Linked DNA regions of Mus musculus: all the other regions are linked to region 3. Evidence: chromatin contacts called from public Hi-C data. All regions are on one chromosome and are shown on one strand. The core of a region is the stretch at or near the end of the contact, and the rest is flanking DNA. Distances in the headings are between cores, read along the strand shown. Region 1 holds the start of Rnf150 (ring finger protein 150). Region 2 overlaps Rnf150 (ring finger protein 150). Region 3 overlaps Rnf150 (ring finger protein 150).

Region 1 (2,815 bases), core at 92-2,591, 200 kb after region 3:
CCCCAACATACTGAAACCTCTCATGCTTGTAACCTGTCCCCCAAGCGACGCACAACAAAACTTAATAGGTTCATACATAAGAGACTGGTCTCTGGTGCTGCACGGACTTCTCAGCCAGAGGTGCCCCGGAGGCGGTGCTAGATCTCCCTAGACGCTTCTCGGGCTCCCCTCCCCCACGTCCGCCAGGCACCCCCCGGGTTGCTCACCTGCGTGGGGCATGGTGATGGTCTCGTTTGTGTTGGAGCCCACGTTAAAGATGACCACAGCGGAGGCGTTCTGCAGGAACGCGTTCCGGATCTTATCCCTGTACGTGCAGTTGCCCTTGGGGATGAGGGCTATCCAGTGCTTGCCGTGGGCCGGCGCGGCGAACTTGGTGTTGGGGTCGCAAGCCAGGCGGTCTTGGGCCGAGCTGGCCATGACCACCTCGCCGCGCGCGTCCTGCTTGGGCGAGTGCTCCCCGTATCGCCCGCACTCGCTCTTCTCCGTGTGCAGCTCCGCGCCGCCACCGCTGCCCGCCACCGCGGCCCCGGGCTCGGGCTCCAAATAGGTGATGTTCACGAAGGCGGTGTACCATTCCTCCTTCTCCGCCACGGTGAAGTCCAGGCAGAGCAGATGCACGAAACAAAAGGAAAGCAGCCATGTTGAGAGAGCCAGACTGCGGCACGCTTGGATGAGAGACATTGTCATCTCTCTCCTCCGGGGTCCCCTCCCCGCCCCCTGCGCCCTCCCCCCGCTCCGTCCCTCCTTTCCCTGCCCCGGCCAACCCCGGGCAGCCACTCTGGTTCTCCTGTCGCTGCGACTCACTCCCTGGCCGGCGGAGCTCCGGCTGGGACGCGCAGACGCTGCGGAGACCGGATCCGGGACGAGCGGGAGAAACCCGCCCTGTCCCCTCTCAGCCGAAGCGCGGCGCTGGCATCGGGCTTCCCGGGTGATCGCGGCGCGGTCGCGGAGCGGGCGCCGCGCACTTGCGGGGGAGTCCGGCTGCCAGGCGTCCTGTTCCTTTGCCCCGTGTCGCCTTCTCTCATAGAGGTGGCGGGGTCCTCGGGTTTGGAAGGGGTGGCGGCTCTGCTTGTCGCGGCCGAGCGGGGCGGGGGTGGGGTGCTGGAGATCCTCGGTGCTGGGACTATCGGTCCCGCTGCAGACGCGGAGGTCGCTCCTGTTATGCGTGGGTTCCCATGGGCAGTAGGCGCTGCGCTTCTGGCCAGACTAGGTGGCTACGCCCGGGACACTCACTTGCCGAGGGAGGGGGAGGTACGGGGCAGATGGGATGGGGGAGAGCGTGAGGAGAGGGATACAGCGTTTTGTGTGTGTCTGTATTTGTGTGTGTGTGTGTGTGTGTGTGTGTGTGTGTGTGTGTGTGTGTGTGTGTGTGTGTGTGTGTGATGTGCGCGTGCAAGGAGGAGCTTAGTATGATGTCAAAGCTCCTGGGCTCCCCTTGCAACGCTCACTCTGTCTCTCTTCCTGGGCGTCAGCGACCTCTGCTGGGCCTCAAATTCAGGCTTCGACAGTTGCGGGCAAAAGGTAAAAAGGACCTTCAGGCCTTTGAATTGGGAACAATTAATTGAGGGAGTCTTAAATACAGCAAAGTGTAGGAACCTCTCTGGAACAGCATTTCCGTTTGCTGGAAGATGTGCAGAGAGTTCTCTGGTATTTATCCCAGCACTGATTGGTCATGAGGCCCCTCCCCCCCGCCCCCCCAGACCTGAATATTTAGGACAGTGGCTGTCAGAATTCCAGTTTTAAACCAGGACTGATCAGCATGAATTCAGGAGAATTTCACATTTATTAAGTCAGGGGTGGGGTCCTTGGTGATGCACACTCTGCTGGTCTAAGGACCAGTCTGTGGTGTGGGTAAAAGTGACTTCTTTTCCTCTGCTCTGGAAGCCAGCTCATGGCATGGCGTTAGTTTTCTTAGAAAATGGACCTCTCCTCATACTTTAAGATTGAGACATTTTGCCTCCATTCCCACTCTAATAGCCCTGCCTTAGAGGATTCACAGCGTCAGTAGGTGGTATGTGTGTGTGTGTGTGTGTGTGTGTGTGTGTGTGTGTGTGTTCGTTACCATTTTAAGCTGTGTTTTCCAGTTGTGACAGAGATTAAAAGAAACCAGTGGAGAACAGTTTCCTAGAGTCGTGTTCTAATAGCAGAATTCTTTAACAATTAGATATCTGGTTGGTTGTTACACTTCCTCATTAATGGTTTCTGTAGTTTCAGAAACCAGTAATATAAAATGTCTACTTATTTATACATACACAAATATGGTAGTGCTTAATGATTTACATTATATCTTCCACCTGGTTCTCTTTCCTGTGCCTCTCGAGAAGCACTGAGAAGCCCAGCAGTTTTTGTCACAATATACACATCCTAGGTCTGGACATCACAAAACAGAAGATGGATTCTGGATATATCCTATGTCTAAATATAATCCTCAAAGGACGAAGGACTTGAATGATTATTAGGGGACCAGTTGTTGGTAATAGGAAGGAGTTGTAGGTACAATAGATCAGACAGGTTGGTGTTTGATGTGTTCAGAAGCCATAGTGAGCTCATCAGGGGTGGAGAGAGATGAGCGATGGAAAGAATGAGATGGGATTAATGGTGGGAAGATTCTAAGTGGCCTTGCAGTTTAATCTGGGTGAGAGGAAGATTCCTGGGAGATGTCTGGACAGAAAAATGTGGTGTTATATGAGAACATCAAAGTTTTATTCTGACAGTACTGGAGGAAGGATAGAAGCAAGGAGGGCACTTAAGGAGCTGCAAAAATAATCTGGGGGGAAAGCCAAGAGAAACGCATGCTGAGGAAATGGCAGAGCAT
Region 2 (2,818 bases), core at 128-2,627, 150 kb after region 3:
TAAACAAGCTCTACTTCAGAGGATATACATAAGCCAAATTTCAAAACTGAAGAAATTTTAAAATTTGTTAAAATGCTTAAAGAAAGGGGATAAACCAGGGGAAAGTCACGAGGGTTTTCTGATAGCTTTCTATTTGGTATTAAAAGTATGTTTTAAAAAGTTTTAATGACTCAAATATTCACAAGCTTATGCAAGTAAATATTTCACTATACGAGTCACTAGACAAATAATTTATTTATAGCATATTCCACTTTCTTAAAAAAGTAACTTGAATTAAATATATGCTCTCTACCTTCATTGGCATGAATAAACTATATTTCAAAATCGAAAGAATTCCTTTCGAGAGACTAGGTATTTCAAATTCTACTGAGGCATCTGTGTTTGAATCACTCTTCTTCCTCATCCTATCTAGATTTATGAAAGTTGACTTTTTAATAAACTTAGACATAAACATCTTTGTGCTAAAGTTATTTCATTATGTGAAATTCTTAAAAAGATAAATTTGTAGGAAAATTGTATAAATCCTTTCCAAGACTGTTTTTTTTGGGGAGGGTTGTTTGTGTTTTTCAAGTTTTGAGACAGGGGTCTCACTAAGTGCTCACTCTAGTTCAGTCAGGTCTTGAACACACCAGCCTCCTGCCTCAGCCCCCAAGTAGTTGGGTTACACCCCCATTCTGTCTTGCTTAGTTTTCTCAAGGTTTTTGATAAAAATAAGTCATCTGCCCCACTTTGAGGATGCAAGAACATGTTGATGTGAAACAGATATTATTTTAGTTCCTTAAGGAGGGAAAAATGGGGTCTTCAGTTTAGTGAACCAACTGAGTTTTTAGATCTTGTTCTCTGCAAATTGCTGTGCTGTGCTTTAGACTCACAAAATCCTTTGCAGGTATTTGTAGATTCTAGCTGTGTGTGTGCTTGTGTGCTTGCGTTGACTCCATGTGTACATGTGTGTGCATATTTGTGGTGAGTGTGGGCTTTAAATATAGAAGTGAAATGGTCAATCGTAATGCCTTTTACCTTGTATACATTTTTGGCCATCACATTAGACCAAGATGACTCAGCATTTCTTTGAATTCCTCCCTATTTTATAGTTCTCCTTAATAAACATACATTAAGCATTTGCTGCATATCACCCTCGAGTCTAAGCATTTAGCTCATCATAACCAAGCTACTGCTATTACATCTCTGTGTTAGCTACTTTCATGATTGCCGTGATTAATTACCTAGCATGAAGGAATGTAAGGGAGGGAGAGTTGATTCTGAGTTACAGTGAGAAGGAAGGGATCATTTCTTCATGTGGAGGAAGCCATAGCTGCAGGAGTGGGAGTCTTGCTGGTGACATTGCATCCATAGTCACTGAGCAGAGAGTGAACAGGAAGTGGGAACAGGCTGTAAAACAGGTCCCACATGACTCACTTCCTGTAGACAGGCTCTACCATCTAAAGGTTCCTACCTTCCCAAGTCACACCGTCAGCTGGAACAGCGCTCACAGGGAACACTTCCATTCAAGGCACCAAAAGCCCTGAGAGCTAAGTGCTACTAATTCTCTAGTTTTCAATTAACAAACCCACAGCCACATAGCCAGATAATGGCAGACGCAGAACTTGTACCTTTGTAGATTAAATTACAAGATGTACTCTGTTCTGGCTCTCATAGATGAAGAACTAGGGTGTCTTAGCCTTCATTGGCTCTCTATGTTTCTGTTTGGCCTGGTGCTGTAAGCATTATGCTGTCAATTTTTGATGGCTCAGAATGCCTTGCACATGGGATGGCTTTCCTTCATTATAAAGAGTATCTAATAATAATTATATCATATTCATTTAAAGCCTACTAACATAAAGATAAAAGATAAAAACCAAACCACTAACAGTAGTGATGGGTGGAAAGTGGCTGGGGGTTAACATCAGCGTGGTGACAAGTGGCATCCTGCAAGCAAGCATTATTTGTTGAATTAAAAACAAGGCAGAAGGGAGCTGGAGAGTTGGCTCAGTGACTAAGAGCATTTGTTTTCATTTCAAAGGACTCAGGTTCAATTCCCAGCACCCACATGAAGGCTCACCACCTCCTCAAGGACCAGTATATGTGGTGCACAGATACATATAAAGGCAAAACTCTCACATATAAAATAATAAAATCTAAAATATTAAAAAATAAACCAAGGCAGAAGGTTTGACTCCGTGATACTGCTTTATATGCTGTTAGAGTGTTAGCTTAACAAGTCTTAGGTTCCATGTGCATCATCAAACTTAGTCTCTGCGGGCCTGCTTGCTTCTGTAATATCAGCAATGAGCTTTTCCATTTTTGACTAGCTGTCTAAGGTTGAACATTTACCAAGATTTCTAATCTGTGAGGTTTTTTTTTTGGAGGGGGGGGGAAACTACATGAAACTCTTAGGAACAAAGAAGTTTACAGAATAAAGTACAGGATGACCCCCGCCCCTTGTTTGTATAGTTCTGGTTTTCTAAATGAAAAGTCAAAATTTAAAGACAATAAGATTGCTTATTTATGAATGAGATAAGAAATAGGTACAATTTTCTCTCAGAAGATAAAAGGACATTGGAATTAGACACTGGAAAGTATCTATGCAAGTGAACATTATGCAAATTTACTTGAATGTCCTTAAGATCCCTGGACTGTGACACTGACCTTGTTTGGTCTATCAAATGGCACCTCCTTGAACTGGAATGATTTCTGCCTAAGCACACAAAGTCATATATCTTGCGTACCATCTCTACAGGTGATGCAGAGTTATAACTCAGACCTGTATTCTGATGCTGAGATGGATGTGTGGGATCTTAGATCTCTATATGGGAATCCT
Region 3 (2,700 bases), core at 162-2,661:
GCTGAGCTGTCTCTCTACCCTCAATGTAGGGGAATTTTGAGATTTTGACTTTGGTTATTTCAGACCCAAGCCCAGATATGAGATAGCTGTAATTTTAATTTCCTGATTTAAGTTTTTGAGCAATCTCCATACACCTTTTCATATTGTTGTACCAATTTACATTTTAACCAACAGTGTACCCTAGACAACACTAAACAACAACAGACTTTGACAGTGGCCATCTTAATAGGTTTACGGTGATTATGCTCTGGTGGTTTGATGTGCGTTGCCCTGATAGTGAACTAATGCTGACGATCTTTACAAATGCATGGCCGCTTGGGTATCTTCTTTGCAGAGCTGCCTACTCTGCCTGGGAATGGTGTATATTATGTTCCCATATCTGGGAATTAAACTTAATAATACTTTGAAGATTTTTGCATGAATAAACATGAGGGAGTCTGGCTCGTAGTATCCCCTCCTTGTGTTATCTCTGACTTTGGCATCAGGATGAAGATGCCTCACTGAGCTGGAAGTGTGCTTTCCTCTCTCTCTCTCTCTCTCTCTCTTTTTTGAGGGGGAAAGAGTTTGAGAAGAAGTTTTATTATTTCCCCCTTTTGAAAAACATAGATGATGTCTGTCCTGCTTTCTTTGTTTTAGTTAATGTGGGCAATGGGAGAAGAAGGGCAGGCTGGGCTCAGACTGGGCAAGGATCTGAATGCTAGGTAGAAGCTTACAACTTCATTTAATTTATATGGATGCCATCATGCTGCTACTTCCAGAAGTACTGCAGAGAATGAAGGCAGTGGTAGAACATTTGCTTAGCATGCACAAAGCCCTGGGTTTACTCTCCAGAGTGTACACATATACATGCACACACACACACACACACACACACACACACACACACACACACACACACAGATACACACACACACACACATAGATACACACACATACACAGACACACACACACAGAGTGACACACACACACACAAACACACACACACACTCCAGCAATGCTGTGTCAGCTGTATTATTAATGTATTTATTATTGTAGCATATTCATTGGGAACCTGCCTCCATCTTTCATGTGCAGCCTCCTGGGCTCCTTCTCAGCTCAGTAACATGCTAGCACAGGGCCTTCCCTTTGTAACTACAGCCCCATTGTTTCTATAACGCTGTATTTCTTCACTGTTGTTGGAGGTAGGTCAATGTACCCACATTTCATAAAGCGATCTTTACCACATGACAGTCAGATGCCCACTCCTTGCCCTCCTGTTATATGATAGTGCAGCAAGTAGCCAGAAGAAACTGAAGAGCTGGGCTCTGGAGGAACACAGGTCTGGTTTAAAGGCCTAGGTCCTAGGTCACAGCAAGGAAGGATCATTTACTTGGCTCTAGGAAGGGTTGGAGAGGGGGAGGGGACAGAAACAGGAAAATGCCCTCTTACTCAGCATGTTCAAAAACAAGGAAGTATTTAAACAGAAGATTTGAGAAATACAGAATCCTTGCAAAATATAAAAACAGATTCCAAGCTACAGAGCTCAACGCTGGAGACTCAGCCCTGACGTGCGTGTGTTTGGCTCTGCGCGTAGGACTCATTTACATCCACCTGTTCAACTGCCAAGGTCAATTTAAGATTGGAGGTGTCTTAAATTTCTGACCGTTCTGACTACCTGCTCCCTTCAGCAAAACACAGAGAAGCCGATTTAAAGGAGACGGCAGATCTTTTGTGTAGTAGAAAGCTTGATCTTATCACCTCCTCTTACAAGTACCCATAGTCGGCCCTCAGCCAGTTTGAAGAACAGTTCGCAAGTGATGCCTTTGGGGGACCTGGTACAAGGGAAGGCCTCAAAGTGTAGCATAAAACTTGACTGCTTGGGGCTGGAGAGATGGCTCAGGGGTTAAGAGCACTGACTGCCCTTCTGAAGGTCCTGAGTTCAAATCTCAGCAACCACATGGTGGCTCATAACCATCCCTAATGAGATCTGATGCCCTCTTCTGGTGTGTGAGAAGACAGCTGCAGTGTACTTACATATAACAATAAATAAATTTTTAAACAAAACAAAATAAAACAAAACAAAACAAAAACCTTGACTGCTTAAGGCCTAAGTTTTAGCTATGGAAAAGAGGCCTAATGTTGTGGGTTTGTAGCACAGGTTAATGTCCCAACAAAAAAGTCTGCAATTGACTTAGTTGAGTGTGTTATTGTACCTTCTTAGAAAATGTAGACCCTACCTAAATGTATAACAGAGCAGTGGGCAAGTCAGGATGCTATAAAATTGTAACTTAACCCACTCTTCCTGCTTACAAACATTTCCAGTTCTTGGCATTTAGAACAACAGTAAGACTTTGAACTTGTATTCTACATTTGCCCCTGAGAGGCAGTTCTTGCCCATGTATTTGAGGCTAGAACTGAAGAAGTAACAGGAGCTAGGGAGTTCAGCAATGTTAGGATCTGGAGGTGGGAGCTTTGCCACCACCTCATGCATCGAACACATAGACAATTCTCCTGCCTCAGCCTTCCAAGTACTGAGATTACAGGCATGAGCCACCATGCCTGACTAACCTGCTACATTTTGTTTGTTTCCCAACAGAATCCGCACCACTTGTCATTTGTATTGTTATAAGACAATATACATGCTATGCACACATACAGTTTGAATACTGTATCCTCTGAGACCAAGTTCTCAGACCAGGCTCTTAGCACAAAGGGCATTT

Evidence for each region. Hi-C and Micro-C count contacts between places; a contact is called where the count stands out from the background.
Region 1: a Hi-C map of bone marrow-derived macrophages shows a contact between it and region 3, with 55 read pairs. The contact joins the promoter of Rnf150 here to the enhancer-like site in region 3. A contact is called at or near these places in 19 of 39 promoter capture datasets (the C10 cell line, the HPC-7 cell line, cancer-associated fibroblasts and 10 more), 2 of 15 datasets of contacts at CTCF or cohesin (the NIH/3T3 cell line and pro-B cells), 11 of 484 Hi-C or Micro-C datasets (the C2C12 cell line, the N1E-115 cell line, adipose-derived mesenchymal stem cells and 7 more), 21 of 115 datasets of contacts at active chromatin or transcription factors (the 230-238 cell line, bone marrow-derived macrophages, craniofacial prominence and 14 more) and 5 of 9 other capture datasets (adipose tissue, bone marrow-derived macrophages, liver and 2 more).
Region 2: a Hi-C map of bone marrow-derived macrophages shows a contact between it and region 3, with 41 read pairs. The contact joins two enhancer-like sites. A contact is called at or near these places in 2 of 484 Hi-C or Micro-C datasets (both in bone marrow-derived macrophages) and 2 of 115 datasets of contacts at active chromatin or transcription factors (the HPC-7 cell line and bone marrow-derived macrophages).

What each region holds. Positions count from the first base shown.
Region 1 is chr8:82,861,882-82,864,696 of GRCm38.p6, reverse strand. It overlaps Rnf150 (ring finger protein 150), which reads right to left and starts at 1,341. Exons shown (of 7, transcript NM_177378.4): 1 at 207-1,341. The coding sequence starts at 687.
Region 2 is chr8:82,913,275-82,916,092 of GRCm38.p6, reverse strand. All of the region lies in intron 1 of Rnf150 (ring finger protein 150), which reads right to left. It also overlaps the pseudogene Gm46045. Among named protein-coding and RNA genes, the nearest start is that of Rnf150, 51 kb to the right of the region's middle. Within about 2 kb of position 1,377, at least 12 of the 459 cell types and tissues checked have an H3K27ac peak or open chromatin away from gene starts, as enhancers often do. A contact at or near this core is called in bone marrow-derived macrophages, where this site is marked.
Region 3 is chr8:83,062,987-83,065,686 of GRCm38.p6, reverse strand. All of the region lies in intron 6 of Rnf150 (ring finger protein 150), which reads right to left. Among named protein-coding and RNA genes, the nearest start is that of Tbc1d9, 100 kb to the left of the region's middle. Within about 2 kb of position 1,411, at least 36 of the 459 cell types and tissues checked have an H3K27ac peak or open chromatin away from gene starts, as enhancers often do. A contact at or near this core is called in the HPC-7 cell line, adipose tissue, bone marrow-derived macrophages and 5 more, where this site is marked.